Regions from separate parts of the Rattus norvegicus genome. Here region 1 is linked to region 2. Evidence: chromatin contacts called from public Hi-C data. All regions are on one chromosome and are shown on one strand. Each heading gives the region's core, a stretch centred on a gene start, on an enhancer-like site or on the middle of the called end of the contact. The rest is flanking DNA. Distances are from core to core; before and after follow the strand shown. Region 1 holds the start of Clec2h (C-type lectin domain family 2, member H). Region 2 has its middle 16 kb from the start of Klrb1c.

Region 1 (5,454 bases), core at 2,377-4,876, 110 kb before region 2:
TAAAATCTTCCACTTTAACCTTACCTTGGTGTACTCATGTTGCTAGTGTGTCGATCTGGTGCTGAAACACTTTCCAAAAGGGCTTGACCTCTCCTAATTGAGCTAAGATGCTGATTTGACTCTACTAAGGTAGAGGTCATTTGTTTCTGCTGGCTTCAGTCAACTCCACATTTTAGAGCCTACTTCTTCAGTTCATATAGTTACCCACTGTGATTCGGGGCACCTCTCGGTCTCTTTGACTCCTGGTGCTTCTCCACCATCCCGGGCACCTGTCATGTGGAAAGGCTCTGTCTCTCTCATGGCACACAGTAAGTGTTCCCTTGCAGCTGCCTTCTCTGTCTCTGTCAGCTTCTGGGGCAAACTACTACTTCGAAGATCACACCAGTACACCAGGCACCTTCATTTACCCCATTGGGCATCCACCACATAGAAAGGGATGCTTCTCCTCTTTGATTTGGAATGTTTCTCTTTGACAAGTCCCTCAGTGTGCTTGGGATGCCCAGGGTTAAAATTCTTGACACCAGAATGCTTACCTTCTCTCTCCTACCCTTGTTCCTCCCTCCTCCCTTGTCCTCAGCTCACTCCTGTAGCTTACCGTCTCTGTGTCTCAGATCCCGCCTGGAGCCCACTTTGTCTCTAACTGCTCTGACCACTTTTCCCTTCCTGCCCACTCTGTGTCTTCTCTGTATCCCTGGATCCTGGACCTGCTCCTCCATCCTAGGAATCCATCAGTCTGTCCTTCTGTGTGCTTTTCCTCTGTGATTCAGGTTATCTCTCTGCAAAAGCACTCAACCCTCTCTCCTTGTATTGTAACTCCCCCTCTGGCAGAGTCCCAGTTTGTGACCCTTTTCTCTAAGCCTCTCCCTCCTCCTCTTTACTCTGCTTTTCTGTCCTATATACTCTACCACTCAGCTGGATCCTGACACTAACCATGGGCTCTTTCCAGTTGAAATATTCCCCATCTTGCCTTTTCTAATTCCTTTCCCTCCTCAGATACAGAGATTTCATTAAAGCCTTGCTGTCTAACTACAAATGCTTGATCCCTGTACACCTCAGTGGCCAATGATGCCACACTCCATTTCTAAGTTCTGACAGATTGCAACAATGTTGTCACCACACAAGTAAATGATCCTCAAATCTCTTATCGATATGTTTACTCTACTCCCAACCCTCAAAATGTTTTTATTTCTAAATCTTCTCTACACTCTCAGACATCACTTAAGACCATGTTTTAACTCTCTTATCTCAGGATTTATAAGGGTATGGCCTAAAAATATGTAATACCAATAAAAAGACGTCAGTTCAAATATTACAAAATGTTGGTAGTTTGGGAAACAAGCTAAAGAAACTTGTCCCAACTATTACCATTTTGTTTTCAAGGTTCCAGGACCTAGGAGAACTGGTTATTCCCGAGTCTCTGAACAGCTTCTGTTATTCTTCTAATTCTGGAACAAAATGACTGTTTCTAACCACAGCACCCATTGTTCATCCTTTTCCTCCAAAAAAAAAAAAAAAAAAAAAAAAACCATTGTAACTATTCCTAACTACAAAAGAACAAATGGATTTGATTAGTTGGATTGCAAAATCTACACTCTGTATCAGTTGACATAGATCACCCAAATAAGGAAAGTCCTTATTGGTAAATCCTGGTTTGTGGGGAAATGTAACAATTACTTGGCACAGATGTTCCTGCAAGCTTAAATATTCTGTGATATTCCTGCTTGAGCTTGTGGTCACAGTTCAGCTTTTGAGTGTGTTCTGCAGCCCAGATCAATCAGTAGTGGCCTAATTACAATACATTTTGGTAATCTGCACTGATCTGGAATTTGAGTTGTGTTGTATATAAGCAGACCCCATAATATTTGGTGCATTGACTACCGATCCAATCTCTCTACCCAGGTTCCTGATTTGTAATTATCTGCATTTGGGGACTTCACTTGAAGTCCTAAACCTCCAGAGGTATGCCTGTGATTTAAATAGTTTAAGGGATATGAAAAATGGCAAATATTTGAGATTCCTTTCCCCCTCTGTGCTATTGTTACACTAAAACACCAGATGAGATGTATCCCAAGGTGGGGCAGTCTCTGGATGGCCTTTCCTTCAGTCTCTACTCCACTCTTTGTCCCTGCATTTCCTTTTCAGGAGGAATTCTGGATTAATATTTTTGAGATGGGTGAGTGAACACATCCCTCAAATGGGAGCCGTGCCTAACTACTGGATATGGTCTCTACAGGTTCTATCTCCCCTTTGTTGAGTACTTTGGCTAATATCCTCTCCACTGGGTCCTGGGAACAACATATGTTCATAAATTCCTCTTTTTATAAAGGTCTACTCAGCTTTACAGAAACTGACTTAGAGATGTATGTATAACCAATTATGTCTTTGTTAACCGTGCTTAACACTGGGCTTCTTGAAATTTTTAGATAAGGACCAAAATATGTGCAACGAATTATGTATGCTTGGTAAATAAGGTTTATAAATTCTTAAGGTCTACTCAGGCTAGCAGGAACTGACTTGAAGATTATACATAGCTTTTTGGTCTTTGCTAAACTTGTTCAGCTTTAGCTATTTAGATACACTGAGTCACACAAGAAACATCAGTGCTGTGTAATGATACAGCATGAAAGTATCAGAAAAGCAAGGTTGCCAGGCCCTGTGCATTTTGTTTGTGAACTAATATGGTTTAACATTGTATTTATGGCTAGCTTTGATAACAAAGGATCTTCAGTTAATCATCAATTCAAATTTAAGGCTCAAACTTAACAGGGGGAAAATATCAACTTCAAATGTTATGAAAGTGACTAACTTGCTGTAATTGGTAAAGACAAGTAAGATGTGCAAGTTAATTTTCAGTTACTTTATAAATGATCAGATTCTGTCATGTGCTCAGAACTATGCCTGTAGTCATGCTAAGTACAATTACAGTTCATTCATAAAGACATGCTTCCACCTTTGGTTCATTCACAAAGACATGCTTCAGCCTTCTGTGTATGTTTTCACGTTAAGATTGAAGCAAGTAGCTAAAAACTAATAAAGTTTGTTTACAATCAGGCATACTTAATAAATTAGATGATAGCCTTCAAACTCCTCAAAAAGATCTGCTGACTGAGTTCTGAATGTGGTCCTGTTGGGGTGGGAGGTGGTTCCTTTGACTTTGAAAGTCTACCCTTTTGTTGATGTGAAAAGATGACATATTCTCTTCTACAAGTGCTTCTCAGTTGAAATTAGGACATTGTTTTCAGGTCCCAGGAAAGTAAAAATGCTGGTTGGGGAAGGAAGTCAGTAGTAATAGGGAGCTTGTGCTAAAGCTTCTAGTTACCATCAGGTAATCCAGTCTGTATAATACTTTGTTGCAAAGAGATTTTACTCTATAAGGGCCTCAGAGGCAAGCACTCCTGACTCAGAAAATCTCCACCTTTCTCTTTAATCCATGATCTCTACTTGTTTGTGGTCTCTCTACTTGTTTGTCTTTCTATAACCATCTTATGTGCTTATGACCTGACATTTCAAACTTTACAGCTTCTATCAACCATGAGGCTGAGATAAGAGGAGATAACCAGGAATAGCAGGGATCAAAACCTTATCTAAATGGTGTCTATGTACAGAGCTCAGCAGGAGCTGTCCAAAGGTTGTCAGAGGAGACAGACACCACCCAGGCTGTGTGAACTGAAAACTTATAGATTGAAAGTCAGTTGAGAGCTAGAGGAGATGAAGTTGGTGCATTTTTGGAATTGTCATATCGGGTAAGTAGACATTTGATAAAGCCACACTCATAAGAAATAATTGTACTTTTGGTTAAAAGGAGTTAGCTTGAGGCACATTATTTCTAGAGAAGTGCTCTAGTGTTCTTGGGGTGACATGCTTAATTAACAACCCACTGTTTTCATAACATTCTCTTGGCTCTGCCTTTTTATGCATTGCATACTTCAGTTGTGTTTAAATGCATGGTTGTGAGCATCATAGAAATGAAGCTGTTTGCCATGTATTTCCCAGCAGCTCCCTTCTTGTTAGGATTTTGATGACATCCATGCTGTTGCCTACCACGAAAGGGTTCTTGTTCAATGATGTCTAGTATGCACACCACATAAACACAGAATAGTGTGTTTCTAACAGATGATATTAATGAGTATCTAGACTTCTGAATTGGCCGTTAGAAATAATGGTAGCAAAACCATTTTGTACATGCCTTTCTGTGTGTATGTAATTGAATATATTTACTGTAGCTTGGTTTGGGTATGCTTAACATTAATAGCAATGTCAAAGTTTTACCACATAATTACAAACACCTACTCCATTAGGTGTAAGGTATCTCTCTTGAAAAATTCATATACTTGTCTTCTGAGATCAGTATAAAAAATGCTTAGTGGCCTCTGTAGGGATTTATTCCTGCTCTCTTTCCAAATATCAAAACAGATCTATAAAACAGAGCAAAGTGCACATGTCACATCATTACGTTGTGTATTTACCTGGCCTTTGTTCTTCATTATGATTGTCCATTCTGTCAGGGAACTATAATCCTGTACACATCTCTACGACACTGCATATATTGCACCTCCCAACATGCACTGTATGCTCATTCCTGTCTTATCTATTATACTTGGATCTTCAGTGCACTCTAGCACTTCACTAACATGGCTTTTCAAATTACTTACTGTAAACCATAATGCAAGAATATCTCTCAAACATATCTGTTTCTGTACTCTTTCTGTAGTGCCCACTGAGAATGGAGCTGCTGCTCCTGGGACAGGTCCCTGGACAGGTGATGGCTCTGTAGCTGTGTGTTCCCCTGTATTTGCATTTCAGCAGCACCCTTTTTTTTCTAAACAACATCATAATTACTGACGATTAAGAGAACGGCCAAATCTAGAGATTCTGAGTAAAAACGTTCTAAAAGTAAAATATATAGGCTGAGTAGAATGACTTGCATTCTTAAGGCTCACACATATAAGCAGAAGCAAGCTGTTCTCCAAGAATTTGAGTCTATCCAGGTCCACAAAGTGAGACTGAGGCTACCAGAGGTACATGTGAGACCCTGTTTCAAAATAAATAGTTTCCCCAATTAATAACAGCATCTTTCATCAAAGCAATATTTTTCTTAAAGAATCAGTGATAAGTAAGGAGCATTTTCCAATTCTCAGGCATTTGTCTATTTTATTTATTGCGTTTAAAGTTCACATAATTTCATGTCACAATCTTCTACCTTGTGATTCTATTTCCTCAACAAACAAAAAACTATGTGCTGACAGGTGATATGTTCAGGACTGAGAAGGAGTGACTAATGAATCACCCTTCTTAACTGAACTCATAAAGTGTTTATCAGGAAGCACATACAATATATAAGGCTCCCTCTCCCTCTTCACAGTTTCATGTCAAATCTCCTCCTGAATTCCGTTCTTCCTCTCAGTTCAAAAATGAGTGCTGTAAAGATTGAAGAAGCTTCCGTGGACAAGCTGA
Region 2 (6,034 bases), core at 1,512-4,011:
GGTTCATTTAGTGGCAAGAGATGTCTACTGAGGCTTATTCCCCCGTTATTTGGTTATTCCATTTAGACTTATTTCTGATATATTTTAAGAAGCATCTACTGTCGCAGACTATCAAACAACCCCTCAAATACCCCGTAAGTTTAGTGGCCCCTCCCCACAATCCCTTCCTCACTCTTCTCTCTTTTTTCCCCTCTCCCCATTTGAACTTCCCTTACAATCCATGCAGCCCCCTCCAGCTCTAAGTATCTAGTCTATTTTCCTTTTCTAGGGAGATTCTTTTCTCCGCTGTAGTCTAACCTAACATCTGTGGCTATAGGGCCTGTGGCCTGCTTACTGAGGACGTAACAGTTAATATCCACATATGATCAAACATATACCATATTTTTCTTTTTGAGTCAATGTTACCTCATTCAGGATAATTTTTAGATCCACCTATTTACCTGCCAATTGCATTGTTTTTGTTTTTCAATAGCTGAATAATATTCCATTGTGTAAATGTACCATATTTTCCTGATCCACTTTTGTTGATGTGACACCTAGGCTGTTTTCAATTTCTGGCAATTATGAATAGAACAGCAATGAACATGGTTGAGCAAGTGTATCTATAATGGAATGTAGAGTTGTTGAAAATATGCTCAAGTGTGAGTTAGCTGCATCTTAAGGTAAATTGATTACTAGAGTCCTGAGGAGCATCACCCAGATTCCCATAGTGGCTGTGAGCCATCACACTGATTTCCATAGTGACTGTGAACCATGACACTGATTCCCAAAATGGCTGTACAAGTTTGCATTCAGCAATAATGAGTGCTCTCCTCAGATCCTCACCACCACAAACTGTTGGGAGTTTTTTTGGCGGTGGGGGGTTATTTTGGTTTTTGCTTTTGTGTGTGTGTGTGTGTGTGTGTGTGTGTGTGTGTGTGTTGTTGTTGTTGTTGTTGTTGTTGTTGTTGTTGTTTTTGGTGCTTTTTTGTTTTTGATTCTGTTTTTGTTTTTGTTTTTTTTTTATTTTGGTTATTTTTCTGGCTACCAGAAAAGGAAATCTCAACATTGTTTTGATTTGTATTTCCCTGATAACTAAGAATAATGACCATTTCTCTTTTTCCTTAAAAAACTTTTTACAATTTCTTTATCAAAGCCTTGGAGCTTTTAATCATACAAGTGTTTCATTTGCTCAGTCAGTTATCCCAGGATATTTTAAATTGGTTGAGGCTATTATAAAAGGTGCTGTTTCCTGATTTTTTCTTAGTCAATGGGTCAGTTGTCTATAAGAAGGCTGCTGATTTTGTGAGTTAATTTTACATCCTCCTACTGCTGAAAGTGTTTATCATTTGTAGGAGCTTCTCAAGAGAATTTTTTTTGAGACTCACTTATAGATGCTGACATGTCATCTAAAAATGAAGGTACTTTGACTCCTTCCTTTCCTATTTGTATCCACTTGATCTACTTCTGTTGCTTTATTGCTCTAGCTAAGCATTCAAGTACTGTATGGAATAGGTATGGAGAGGATAGAAAATCTTATCTTGTTCCTGATTTTAGTGCAAATGCTTTGAGTTTCTCTCTATTTAGCTTGGAGTTGGCAGGGTATTGGCTGTAAACTGCCTTTCTTATGTTCGCTTTCATCATGGATGGATGTTGGATTTTTCTCCAAATGCCTTTTTTTTTCATCTAATGAAATGATCACACAGTTTTGTCTTTTAGTCTGTTTATCTGGTGAGTAATATTGATTAGATTTATATATCTTGAACCATCCCTATGTCACTGCTATGATCAAGTATGACACCTACTTGATCATAGTTGATGGTCCTTTTGATTGTTCTTATAATTCAGTTTGAGAATTTTTGCATCTATATTCATAAGGGAAATTGTTCAATGATAACTTTTTCTTTGTGGGTGTTCGGTGTCTTAGGTATAGTATAATTGTGGACCTGATTGTAAAAAATATTATACAGTGTTTCTTCTGTTTATATTTTAGGGAATAATTTGGGGAATATTGGCATTAATTCTTTCAAAATCTGGTGGAATTCTGTTCTAAATCAATCTGACCCTGGGTCTTTTTTTGGTTGGTAGACATTTAATTACTGCTTCTTCTTCACTAGGAATTATATATCTGTTTAGATGCCTGCCTGATCTTGATTTAACTTTTATAAGTGATAATGTCAACAAATTTGTCCATGTTTTCCAATTATGTATACTACAGATTTTAAAATATGTCCTTATGAGTGATTTCTTGTCTGCTGTTATATATCCATTTTGTCTCTAATTTTGTTAATTTACATATTCTCAGTTGTCCTTTAGTTAACTTGGCTAAGGGTTTGTGAATCTTATTGATTTTCTCAAAGAACCGAACATTTGTTTCATTGATTCTTTGAATGGTTTTGTTCATTTGTTCTATTTTTATTGATTTTGGCTCTGAGCTTGATTATTTTTTGCTACCTACTTGCTCAGGTGTTGTGGGCTACTTACCAGAGAAGAGCACTCAGACACAGATTCAAGCCAATAAAAAGTCTTTATTAGCCACCTGGCAACTAATCTACCTGTTCAGGACCCCAGTGAAATCCTGTCTTTCCCAGGGTGAGCTTTTGAGCACAAAACAACATACTTGGTTAACACACCTCATTCAGCAAGAACAGTTAGCCAGAAGCAAACTACAAACTACAAAGCTAAAAGCCAATATTAGTACAAGTAGAGATTTTCCTGAACTATGAACTTTGATGGATTAGGTTTTGGTTCTCATTTTGCAAGGCAACACTGTCAACATGCTGGGTTCCAAGACCTGAAGGGTATTTCCATCATAGTGTCAATTGTACTAAGAGCTAATGACTTACTAAGCTCTGGAAGGCCTGTCACATTCGCCACTGTTTCTATGGGCATGGTCAACACATGGATTCACCTTAGGGCAACAGGTTATACCATCTCCTTAGCACTAATGTTTTAACAGAATTTATTCTCTGTCTTAAATATCTAAGTAAGTAATTGAGCAAGCAGGGTCTTATACTGACAGCTAGGAAAAACAGGATTAATTATCTAGTCATGGCTATAAAGTAGACAAGGAGAACAAAGATTAGTACCAGTTTAGAATCTCGATGCCTCTTTTCTTTTTCCTTGATGGTTATTTTTGACCATGGCTAAATTTTATCTAATTATTCCTGACTGATTGGCATAGAAGCAACAAGTTTCTCTTAATGCCATGCAGAGGCATTCTTATCTCCTAAAGAGGACGGCCAATTCTCTTTAATTCTGAATATCATCCTCGGCTAAAGAGTCAAACTGGGTTTCCATATGGGAAGTAGAATTTTCCAAATGACTCCAATCTATGTCTACTAGAACACTGAATTCCTTAGTGGTTTTTAAACCCCATGAATAGGGTTGAAGTTTAAACTGCAGTGTAGCCTGTCATGCCTGCTCCAACCAACAGGGAAATGAGAATGAAGACAGCTCACATCACATGAGGGATCCAGGTCCTATAATTAGTTAGACCCTTCTCCGTATTTGAGCACCTGTGCTTTAACACGTATGAGAAAGAAAAATGTATTGGTTCTCCTCCAATGCAAATTCAGAAGTAAAGCTATTAGTGAAAGAAAGCTAGGAAGTCTCTGGGTCTGAAGTACACTTGACTGCCATTCCTGGTATACTGAGGTATCTGAATACAATGCCCAGGTCCTGCTCAACATTCAGGTACCCGGGGAAGGCAAGAGAGTAGCATCTGCAACCAGGACCAAAAGCTGATGACTTCTGGAAATCTAATTCTCTCTTGTTATTCAGGAGCCAACAGCTATTGGCATCTGACAATTAATTCCTTCTGAGAGCAACAGGGGAAAAAAAACTCAGTTACTTGGGTATTATCCTCTTTGACTCAGGGATGGCTCACTGACCAGGTAAGAGGTTCAGAGTTCATTAACTATTTGTGAACCAGACAGAAAAGAAAGAAATGAGAGAGAGAGACAGAGACAGAGACAGAGACAGAGACAGAGAGAGGGGAACATAAATAGATACCTATATTTATACTGGATGAAGTAGATAAGGCAGCACCATCACTTTATTATTGTTCTTGGATTTTATACTTTCTCAGGATAATTGATGATGCAGTGTTTTTTTTAAAAAAAGGCATTTTATCATTCCATAAGTTCATCGTAAGTTTAAGGCAATAGTCCATGTAATAGATCAATAAGCATTAAAGAATTACAGCATAATTTTTGGCATATTTTTCTATTAGGACTAGTACCTCACTAAACATTAATTATCTTTTTCTAGTTCCATAAGTTCATTATAAGTTTAAGGCAATGTTTTATGTCATAAATTAGCATGGTTTTGTCAAGAGATAAATCACCTGCCTTGTATTTCATTGTTTTAAAGTCTTGTATAGACTTCTTTATTTTCTGTCCTTGAATTTTCTGTCCTTGAATCTACAATAAAATGCCCATTCCCACTTTGTGACCTTTAATAGCCAGATAGTGTCCTTACTCCTAACGTAGAAGGAATGTTTTCCTTGATTGTAAATTTGTTCCAAGCCTGTTTCCTTTTCCTAGTGCAATTATTTCTTCATACATGAAGTTTTACAGAGCTCTATTTACAGTTTTTATTCCGTAGGATGGATGAGATGATTTGTACCAATTTTGGAGTTCTTTAAAATCATGATCATCAAATACAAATTCATTTACACAGCATTAATACATGAAAGTACATCTTCATATTGATTCTGCAGGAGATCTGCGCAATAGGATGGGCTGAGGCCAAGGAATCATTAGTCTATGTAATGGTGACAAGATAGGCATATCAGCAGCAAGAAGCAACACAGGGATGAAGACTCTGGGTCCCTGCATCTCAGAACACATCCATCACAGTCATGCAAAATGGTGGACTATCTCCAAAAAACTTGCTTGCCATAGACTTTTCTATGTGGTGTCTGACACTACAATAATCTGCACAGGAGAAATCATTTTGGGGATATCATGGGCATTTTAATTAGACATTTTCCCTTGAGGGCCCTCAGAGGGAGCTTATGTTAGTCCTATTTATAGGTTTTTAGGATTGGAAGTGGAGCTTATTATTTGATAAGGTTAGTTCCCAACATGTCGTTGTGGCTTAGCATCCTTGCACAGCCAGCAGTCCAAACCTATGTCCAATTGAGAATTGTTAAAGATCGAGATACTCTTTCTAGCATCATGAACACTGAGAAAGCAATGGGAGGCATTGAAGAGGAATCAGTGAAGCTTAGGAAAGAGTTTTTTGGAAGACATTGACCCAAGTGAAGTTTTGGCCATGGTTGGATAGGAAATGACTTGGACTTAGTTATATCATGTTGGGAGATAGGGTTTATTCTGAGTGTTTGCTGTCTGGACAGTTAATGAATTTGGAGGAGTCAGTTGGTAGTGGATGTCTGGCAAGCATTTAGCCTGAGGAAAATTTGGAGAATGAGATGAGATTTGTGGACAACCTGTGATCTTAAAGGAGGAGCAAGAGCCTGAGGGTAAGGATGAATACTGATAATGGAGAGGTTAGTCTGATGTGGTCATTTGACAGGGAGGAGCTGTCATCTGTATACAAAATGTAGACATGATTGCTAAAGAACTCTCTTTTGTATTAGAGGGGTGGGGTAGGACACCACTCAGAGTTTCTAGATAGAAGTTTAAAGGATCAGGGGAACATTGAGGTAAAGGTATGAATTAGGGGACAGGCAGGTAAGAAATGTGAATAGTGAGTTTTGTGAATTTGGAGGGATGGAATCAAAGACAGTGGATGAGCACTAGGAGATAAGGGAGATCTTGGTGGGAATAAATTGTGAGAAGGAATCTATAGCTTTTGATAGAGATCAACAGATTTTAAGAGGGAATCCAAGAGTTTGAAATTTTGTTGTTGGTGATGGTGGTTTGTTTTGGGGTTTTTTTTTTGTTGTTTTTTGTTTGTTTTTATGTTTAGAGGTGAACAGAGGGGCTGTGAGATGGAGAAAGGGAGGTCACCCATGGACGATGCTGTCAAGGGTTTTGGAGAGGTAGGTGACAGAGGCAAGGGTCAGGCTTAGGGACTATTTGAGTGT

Evidence for each region. Hi-C and Micro-C count contacts between places; a contact is called where the count stands out from the background.
Region 1: a contact with region 2 is called in a Hi-C map of hepatocytes, with 2.7 times the contacts expected there. The contact joins the promoter of Clec2h here to the enhancer-like site in region 2. A contact is called at or near these places in 2 of 12 Hi-C or Micro-C datasets (hepatocytes and prefrontal cortex).

What each region holds. Positions count from the first base shown.
Region 1 is chr4:164,188,950-164,194,403 of GRCr8, reverse strand. Clec2h (C-type lectin domain family 2, member H) reads left to right here and starts at 3,626. Exons shown (of 7, transcript XM_063286985.1): 1 at 3,626-3,743; 2 at 5,405-5,454. The coding sequence starts at 3,709.
Region 2 is chr4:164,081,723-164,087,756 of GRCr8, reverse strand. No RefSeq gene overlaps it. Among named protein-coding and RNA genes, the nearest start is that of Klrb1c, 16 kb to the right of the region's middle. Within about 2 kb of position 2,761, at least 2 of the 93 cell types and tissues checked have an H3K27ac peak or open chromatin away from gene starts, as enhancers often do. A contact at or near this core is called in hepatocytes, where this site is marked.